Linked DNA regions of Rattus norvegicus: regions 1 and 3 are each linked to region 2. The links are chromatin contacts, called in public Hi-C maps. All regions are on one chromosome and are shown on one strand. Each heading gives the region's core, a stretch centred on a gene start, on an enhancer-like site or on the middle of the called end of the contact. The rest is flanking DNA. Distances are from core to core; before and after follow the strand shown. Region 1 has its middle 36 kb from the start of Lrrc74a. Region 2 holds the start of Cipc (CLOCK-interacting pacemaker). Region 3 holds the start of Gstz1 (glutathione S-transferase zeta 1).

What was found. Hi-C and Micro-C count contacts between places; a contact is called where the count stands out from the background.
Region 1: a contact with region 2 is called in a Hi-C map of liver, with 9 times the contacts expected there. The contact joins the enhancer-like site here to the promoter of Cipc in region 2. A contact is called at or near these places in 6 of 12 Hi-C or Micro-C datasets (the A7r5 cell line, Schwann cells, frontal cortex and 3 more) and 1 of 1 datasets of contacts at active chromatin or transcription factors (oligodendrocytes).
Region 3: a contact with region 2 is called in a Hi-C map of liver, with 7 times the contacts expected there. The contact joins the promoter of Gstz1 here to the promoter of Cipc in region 2. A contact is called at or near these places in 1 of 12 Hi-C or Micro-C datasets (liver) and 1 of 1 datasets of contacts at active chromatin or transcription factors (oligodendrocytes).

Annotation. Positions count from the first base shown.
Region 1 is chr6:112,151,594-112,154,293 of GRCr8, reverse strand. No RefSeq gene overlaps it. Among named protein-coding and RNA genes, the nearest start is that of Lrrc74a, 36 kb to the right of the region's middle. Within about 2 kb of position 1,258, at least 44 of the 93 cell types and tissues checked have an H3K27ac peak or open chromatin away from gene starts, as enhancers often do. A contact at or near this core is called in the A7r5 cell line, Schwann cells and liver, where this site is marked.
Region 2 is chr6:112,324,621-112,327,320 of GRCr8, reverse strand. Cipc (CLOCK-interacting pacemaker) reads right to left here and starts at 1,341. Exons shown (of 4, transcript NM_001108044.2): 1 at 1,180-1,341.
Region 3 is chr6:112,524,257-112,527,068 of GRCr8, reverse strand. Gstz1 (glutathione S-transferase zeta 1) reads right to left here and starts at 1,463. Exons shown (of 9, transcript NM_001109445.1): 1 at 1,326-1,463. The coding sequence starts at 1,340. It overlaps Pomt2 (protein-O-mannosyltransferase 2), which reads left to right and starts at 1,270. Exons shown (of 21, transcript NM_001047114.2): 1 at 1,270-1,998. The coding sequence starts at 1,541.

The DNA of each region.
Region 1 (2,700 bases), core at 9-2,508, 170 kb after region 2:
GTCTTGTTTCCCCTCCCTGGATATGTTACAAGTTAATTTCCTCATAAAGGCTACAGGCTTGGGGGTTAAATATGCTTGTCACCCAAGCCTGGAAACCTGAAGCCCATGCAAAAGGCAGATAGGGTAGTCTGGGTGTGTAATTGTACCCCTCCCATGGTAAAGTGGAAGGAATAGGAAGCTTGTCCTCGGCCAACCAGCAAACAGGAAGGAGTCTACCCCAAACGGTGGAGCTGAGGACTTGCACCTGAGGTGGTCTTCTGACCTCTACATGCACACTGTTAACATGCACATACCCAGAAACACACACACACTCATACTCACGCACACAAAGACCACACCAGGAAGCCACGTGAAGGTGGGTTTAGAAGAGAAAGCTCCAAGGACTGACACTCTGCTCCCTCCCTGTGGAGTCCAGACACCACCGTCCTCTGCAATGACTTGTTCACCTCCACGAGCTTTTCATGAGTTGGACCGGATTGACTGAAGGAGGTTAGAGGATCAAACTCCACCTCCAGGCCACCCCTGGGAAGGAAGGAGTTGTCTGAGGCTGGACTGGAAAGCCCAGCTCTTTGGTCTTTCTGGTGATCAGCTCTTATCCCAAAGCCATCTGAGGGCAGCATGAATCACCATTGGCATAACAAAGGCATTTCTTCCCAGGAAATTCCAAGGCTTTTGACACTCTTGCCCAAGAACTGGGGAAAAGACTTATTTTAATGTTAGGAAATGAGGGGTTTTCTCTCTGTCCTGGCCTGGCCCCCATATGTCAATTTTCTTTTTCTTTGTCTCTATTGTCTAAAAATTGTATTTGCACACATTTTTTATTAGCAGGAATGTTGTGTCCCAGGCATCTTGAACTCATAGCAGCCAGCCAGACAGTTACCCTGACATCTTCAAGCACTCTCAAAGCCTTGGCAACTCAAAGCCACCCCACCCCCCACGCCCTAATCCCTGTCACAAGCATTGTGGCTCATGTCCATAAGCCTAACCCCCAGGAGGCTCACAGAAGGATTGCAGAGCATTTGAGGCCAGTCTGGGCTATAGTGTGAGATGAGAAAGGGGGGGGGGGTGGGGTAGGGGGAGAGAGAGTCAAACACCCACACCTACACACACACACACACACACACACACACACACACACACACACGAAGAGAAGACCCTCTGAGCTTCACTGGGCTCTCCTCCCCATGGGGCACGCTGGGCTGGAAGCCAGCTCCCACAGCTGCCCGGCCTTCCTCTCCTGCCGGAATGTGATTCGGGCTTCCGAGAGCCTTCCCCTCCTTTTGGTTCAAGGCTCCTGGTCAGGAGCCAGGGTCTTAGGACACAGGCTAGCTTTGCCAGCCATTGTTTTCTTTTGTTTAAAACAAAAACAAATCCCAAGCCCCAACTTGGTAGGGCAGGCTTGGTCTCCTGAGGACACTAGAGCTGCCACCAGGACTGATTTTAGAGGCTATGGCCTGTATCTGAGGAACGACTGGGCTATGGTGCTTGCTTGTTAGGACGGAAGCTGCAGAATTTGGGGTCTGTGCCTTCCTGGGGGCTCATGGAGGGGTTTCCCCCTGATGTCTTGCTTTGTTGGTCTATAAACCAGCACCGCTCCATCATCATGTACTGCAGTTCCCACCTCCTGTTTCTCAAGACACGGTTTCTCTGTGTAGCCCTGGCCGTCCTGGAATTCCTTTGCAGACCAGGTTGGCCTTGAACTTGTAGATATCCACCTGCCTCTGCCTCCTGAGTGCTGGCATTAAGACCATGGGCTGTTTGCATACCAGCCTTAAGCCCAAGCCTGAGGTCGAAAGTCCTCTGCAGCATTTTTGAGACTCAGGGCTTGGGGGTGTTGAGGTGACCCTGTCTGTGCCCTTTGGGACCTTCCAGTCCTCTCTGTCAGGAGTGGGACATCACTGTCATGAGGTTGAGAGAGGAGTTAGCTCTCCACAGGCAGCAAGGATGAAGGGCCTTGATAAATCCTAAGCTACTCACAAGCTGGAAAACAAGTAAGGGTTTCAGAATACACGATTTCACAATCTCTTCACGGGGCTCTGTTTATTCTCATCCTCCTCACTTATAGATAGGCAAACGGAGGCCAGAAACATGGAGCCCACGGCCCAAGGTCACAGAGATGATTACTGATAAAGCAAACTGAGAATTGCAAAATTTCAGACTTTACATGTATTGACTCTAACATGCAGAGGTATCTATCCAGCTTCCTGCTGCTTTTGTTCCCTAGTAGGATAGCTGATTCCTGTGGGTGGGGATCAGCAGGACTCATCAACCTTTGCTGTAAGTCTCTCTCTCTCTCTCTCTCTCTCTCTCTCTCTCTCTCTCTCTCTCTCCCTCCCTCCCTCCCTCCCTCCCTCCCTCCCTCCCTCCATCCTTCTCCCACCTCCATTCCGGCCTTAACAATGTAACAGTGTATTCAGTGTATTTCCCACTTTTGATGTCTGAAGAGTGTTCACCCTGCCCCCTGGTGGTGCAAAGGTGCAAGGCAGCCTCAGGAGGACAGGGAAGGGTCATGGTTAAGACACATTCTTTTTTGGGACCCTGGAAATCATTGTGGGCACGATACCGAACTCTTATTGAGAAATTAATTTAACAGTTCTCATTCTGTAAGGGTCCATGCTTCATCCAAGAATGATACCCTGGATTCAGTATGTAAACTCAAAGAGTGTTTTATTCTGCAGAAGTCCAGCATGCTGGGGTCTC
Region 2 (2,700 bases), core at 92-2,591:
TATCAGCCATAAACCCATGAGGAACCCCACTTAGAACCACAAATGTATTACTAGGTTTCCTCTGAAGTCGTTTTTTTCTTTTGATCTGCATTTTCAGAAATGCCATTCTGGGAGAATGTGTATTTTAGTGGTGGGAAGTCGCACCTACCTACGTGTCCATTATTCATATACTCCTTCACACTCCTTCCCATTCTCAAAACTGGCTGAAAAAGTCATGTCAAAGACCCTGCTTCGTTCCCTACAGTTTCCCAGGGCTCTCTCCATCCTCACCTTTCGAAGGGGGCCATGTGATTAGAGAACGTTCTCAGATCGCTTCAGAAAGGGGGCTCGCAGTAACAGTGCCCACCTATTCATTCTCACCAGCCCACAGGACATCTGTGCCAGGCAGCATGCGCACCCTCCTGCCAACTCAGCAGGGCAGAACTGGGCAGACCCCAGGACTATGCTGCGACTGGCATACCACCAGTATCCAGGGCAAATGCCCAGAACTTGGGCAATACCCAGAGAGATGGGCTCTGGCTCTGGGTCCAGATCAAAACTGTCCTGCCTACCCACTAACCACTGACTTCTTTCTTGGCACAAGCCACCTTCTTCCTCATGTCCCTATCCTTGGCACCATGCCTGGCGAGTCGACCACCCAGGAGAAATAACCAGGAAAAGTAGGAGACCGCAGGCCTCTGAAATAGACAGTGCACCTGTGTCTGAGGCATAGCTCCTAGACGAAGGTCCTGGACACTCGCTCGGGAAGCAGCCCTCATGCCCACCCACTAGCCCATTCATAGACCCCTCAGGCCTTCAGGTTCGCCCCTAGCGAGAGCAATGGTATCCAAGACCAGGCCAAGGCACACATGCTCTATGGGACTCACACCACTTGCCCCTCACGCAAACCCTGTCCCTACACACCGTCTGTGCCTCACCCCAGATTCCCTTTCCCACGCCGGGTCTGACCCTCATCGCAAACCAACTAAAAGGAAGCCAGGAATGGTGCGTCCCTCTGCTCCCAATTTTTGGCGCCCCCGTCCCCAAAAATCCCTGGTTCCCCCACGGGCCCACTTCGCTCTCTTTCCTCTTCCACCTGCTCCCACCTGCTTTCTCGGTGCTCCCAGTCCCAACCTCTCAGTCTCACCCCCATCGCAGCTCTCCCTGTGCCCGGAGCCTAGCGAACCCTGCCTTTCTCACCTAGGGCCAGGGTCGCCGCTCCATGACCAGCCCGGCGGGTTAGCTGGCGCATGCGCGAGATGGGCCCCATGACTCCATGACAACCTGGTATTCGCCGGGTCTCTAGCTATCTCCAAGGCCTCCCGCCCATTTCTCCTCCCTCCGCCTCCACGACAGCTTTCGCCAGTCACGTGATTCGGTTCCGAGGCCCCAGCACCATGGAGACTGCGCGCTGTACTCCTAGAAGGGCACTCCTCCGCCCCACCTCCCGGCTCTAGCCCGAAGGCCCACGGAGCAACGAGGAGAGCGACGCTCTCTCCACAGCCGTGGCCTCTCTATGGTTGGCACTTAAGGCTTCGCCGCCATTTTGTCCGTTCCTTGAGTTATTGTGTTGAGGGCAAGATCTTACGATTGGGTTTTGAAGGCATGGGTAGTGGCTTGTAGACGCATGGCAGGAGTTGGGATTCGTTTGGGGACACTGAGGGGAAGCCGCTCTTGGGGTGTGTCCCCTTGACGCTGTTGTGGGTGGGGACCGGAACTAGACGTGCCGGGCTGCGGCGCCCAGCGTGGGAGGACTCGCGCGGGCTGGCAGCCGGGCTGGGTGTCCCGGCGCCTCACTCACATTTTTTGCCACGATTGTCGCCTGGTTTGATTTCCCACCAATCCCCCAGACCGTGCACGAGGACTAGAAGCGATGAATATTTTAGTGAGATGATTTCATGCATTTTGACGTTTGGCTCGCTTTGCCCAGTGCAGCGGCAGTGTCAGGTTTTATAGACGATGAACCATGTCTGGCCCTGGAAAATTGCCTCTCCAACACGCTGAAGGGAAAGGGAATGACAAACTGAGCGTAATCTCTAAGGGAAGTGTTTCGCAACTAAAAACGAGTGAGTTTAGGTTGCTGACAGTTTACAGCTGTTTCAGGAGCTGCCCTTGTCTCTCGAACCCGGTACTCCATGAAGAGCTGTTAAGGTTAAATAAAATGGGAGATAATACGTTTCCAGCCGTATTGGCGGCCTTACAAGAACTCGGTGGCCACGTGCAGCTAATGACTACTTTATTGAACCGCGAAGATTATCGCACGTTCTTAGCACTTCAGAAAGTTAAATTGCACCTTGCTAGATGGCGAGTGGCCCTGCATTGATAATCCAAGCAGCTTAGAGGTCATAGCTTATTACATTATTCATCCGAACACAGTGCTAATATACTAGTGAGGATGAATGTACCTGTTAGCGTAAGCCCTCCCAACAAGCAATAGGTGAATGCCTATACATTGTAAGCTGTTGTTTGGAAGATGGAAACGAAAAGTGGCTAACCATTGTCAAATGGTGAAGAACCTGTTTTACATGAGTTCTCTCAGGAGATCTCAACAATTGTATGATATAGGTGCTGTTTCCCTTCGTTTATAAACGAGGGAATTGAAGTTTGTGTGACCAGGACGCGGCTAAATCTGAACTCTTAACAGAAAGACTGCACCTAATTAAAATGAGCTTCGCTCTCAAACACCTTAAAAATCAAACACATGAAATAAAATGGACTAAT
Region 3 (2,812 bases), core at 214-2,713, 200 kb before region 2:
CTGCATCTATTATGTTGTTTCCTATATAACATCTTAATTTCTTTTCCTGTTGCTAAGAAAAAAAATGCCCCAACAACGGTAGTCTAAAGAAGAATGGTTTATTTTCGCTTATAATTCAAGATGTTGTCCATCATTGGGGGTGGGGGTGGGGAAAGAGTAGTCTGAAGCAGCTGGTAACAATGCATGTGTGTTGGTGCTCTGCTGATTTCCCCCTTTTTATGGGGGCACAGCCAGACCCAATCCAGGGGATGGTGTCACTCTCCCACATCAGTTAACCTGATAAAGACAATCCTAACCTAGAAACTCTCTCTGCAGTGTGTCTGGAGGCTTGTCTCCTATGTGCTTTTAGATGCATGGGAAAAGAAATCACAGCTAAGCTCACCCGGTGGTTTTTGCACTCGAACAGTTATATTTTGATATCAAGTAGAATGTCTGTTTAATCAGCACACCTGGAAGGATCATGTTTCCAACTCAAACATTCTGGCAACTTTAAATTTGCGGTTTTGTTGATGTGGGAAACAGCCCATGCTAGGAGCTACTTCAGACCATTTCTTACATGATTAAAATTTCCGAAAAATCACAACTCTATGTGGAAAATCTATAAAATATTAACCTGATGCAATGTCCTTTGTATTTAATGTGCCACCTTCCTACATAATGGCCCTCGTAAGAGACTCAGTTATAAGTCCCTTATAAGACATATTTACAGCTCTATTTCACCAATGGCTTAAGTACAAATGGCTGGACTAGAGAAGTTCAATTTAAACCCTGGAGGCTCAATATGCCTCGGCCTGGAATCCGAGCACTTGGAAGGCAAGAGCAGGAGAGTCATGGATTCAGTCAGGTTGGGCTGCACAGCAAGACTTTGTTTCTTAGAGCCAAGGCGACAAAATTAAAAACCTGAACAGATATCACAGTGATTGTTAATGACGTTAAAGTGTCACATCTTCCCCTTGCCTGGATCAACGCTCGCCCCCCCCTCCCCCCCCCCGCTCCCCGAGAGACACTCGCAGGGCGCCGCGGAACCGCAAAGTAGGGAACCATGTTTGAGAACCCTAGAAGAGGTCTGACTACACCAAGCTGGGAAGGGCGCTATTGGACGCTCCGTGCAGTTTGGCCTTCAAAGTTTAGCCTTCCCGGCCCCATCTACCCGACACCATTACATGCAGCAGCCAGCACACAGGTGAAATACGACCGGTCGCGCCGCAGTGCACGCCGGGAGTCGTTGTGGAGCCACGCGAAGAGGCGCGCTCTCAGCCCCGCCCCCCAAGCTGTTCTCCGCGTTTCTCAGGAGCGACCCTCAACCCCGGATCTGCGGCACAGACCTTCCCGGCTTGCATCTCGCCCGTCGGCCAGCCAAGAAAGTCAGTTCTCAGGACTAGAAGATGACTGAGGCCTAGCGGGGTCCAGAGAGCGAAGGTTGGACTAGATGGCGTTCCCTCCTTCGGGCTGGCCCCGCCCCCGCCTCCTGAGCTCTGGGAGTTGTAGTTCATGAGCGGCCCCGAGTCTGTCTGTCCTTCGCGTCCCTCCGCCTCCTGCTATGTTTTACGCCTCAGGCCGCCTCTTAGCCGCCCGGGAGGCCACCACACTCTACGCCCCTCCCAGAGCCCGGGGCCCGGCACTCCGCGGCAAACGGAGGGAACTACAAATCCCATGGCACCTCGAGACGCCCTCTTACGACTCCTTGACGGGGCAGCGGACAAGACCCGGCGTGCCTCCGGCCCGGAGGGTGATCCTTAGAAAGGGGAGGATGCCGCCGGCCATAGGCGGTGGCCTAGCGGGCTCGGAGCTGCGTCCCCGTAGGGGCCGCAGTGTGCAGCAGGCTGCCAGAGCCGTGAGCCGAGACGTGGTCCCCGAGGCTGCAACGCGGAAACTTAAACGGCCTGCTTGGAGCTCGCGGCGCTTCCAGGCGGCAGGCTGGTGGGCCACGCTGGCTGTGGTGACGCTGCTGTCCTTTGCCACCCGCTTTCACAGGCTGGACCAGCCGGCACATATCTGGTAAGTGGCAGAAAGGACTTTGCGGGCACCATGGCAACTGAGAGAGAGTGACGCCGCCCTCTGATTGGCCTGAGGGCACGAAGTGGGCGGGATTCATCGGAGGCGCGACAGGTCCGTGATGGTGGAGAAACTCACTAGTATTTGGGGGTGTATGGGGATGTGGGAAACGCTTTCCGGTGTGTCAAATCTCTGAGAAGTATAGGTATGCTCTGGTTGGGGTTCCACACTCGAGGTTTGCAAGAGTGGTTCTCATGTCTTCTAGATACCTGGCTTTCAAATGGCGACACTCAGAGGTTCTTTGCACTTTGCTAAGAAAATAGTAAATTCATAGTACATAATTTTCCCAAGGCCTGATTTTCAAAGAAAAAAAATTCCTGTAGAGTAAGGATAGTTTGGGTATCAAGGGATGGAGAGACAGATTCTGCGCAACAGGTCTGGCGTTATCCTGTGAGAATTATTTTCTAGGCCTTTGTATGACACAGAGGCTGGCTTGAGGCTTGGTCAGATTCCATTTCCTAAGCCCACAGAAGTTACTTGATCTTTAGGTGGAAGGAATGTTTTATCTTCTACTACCAAACAGAAACTTAGTGTAGAACGTGTCACAAGTGGGTCTTACTGACCCAAAAGCAAACAAACACAGTGATAGGACCGCTCTTCTAGGAAGTTAATAAATTAGCTATGAAGCTAATTAATAACTTAGGTGCATTTTATGACTGCTGGGAGCTGTAACTACTGGGTTATACTCACAGGCATCATCACAGGAGGAAGAATGAACATCAGCACCTTTAGAGTTAGGTTCCTCCACCCTCTATCA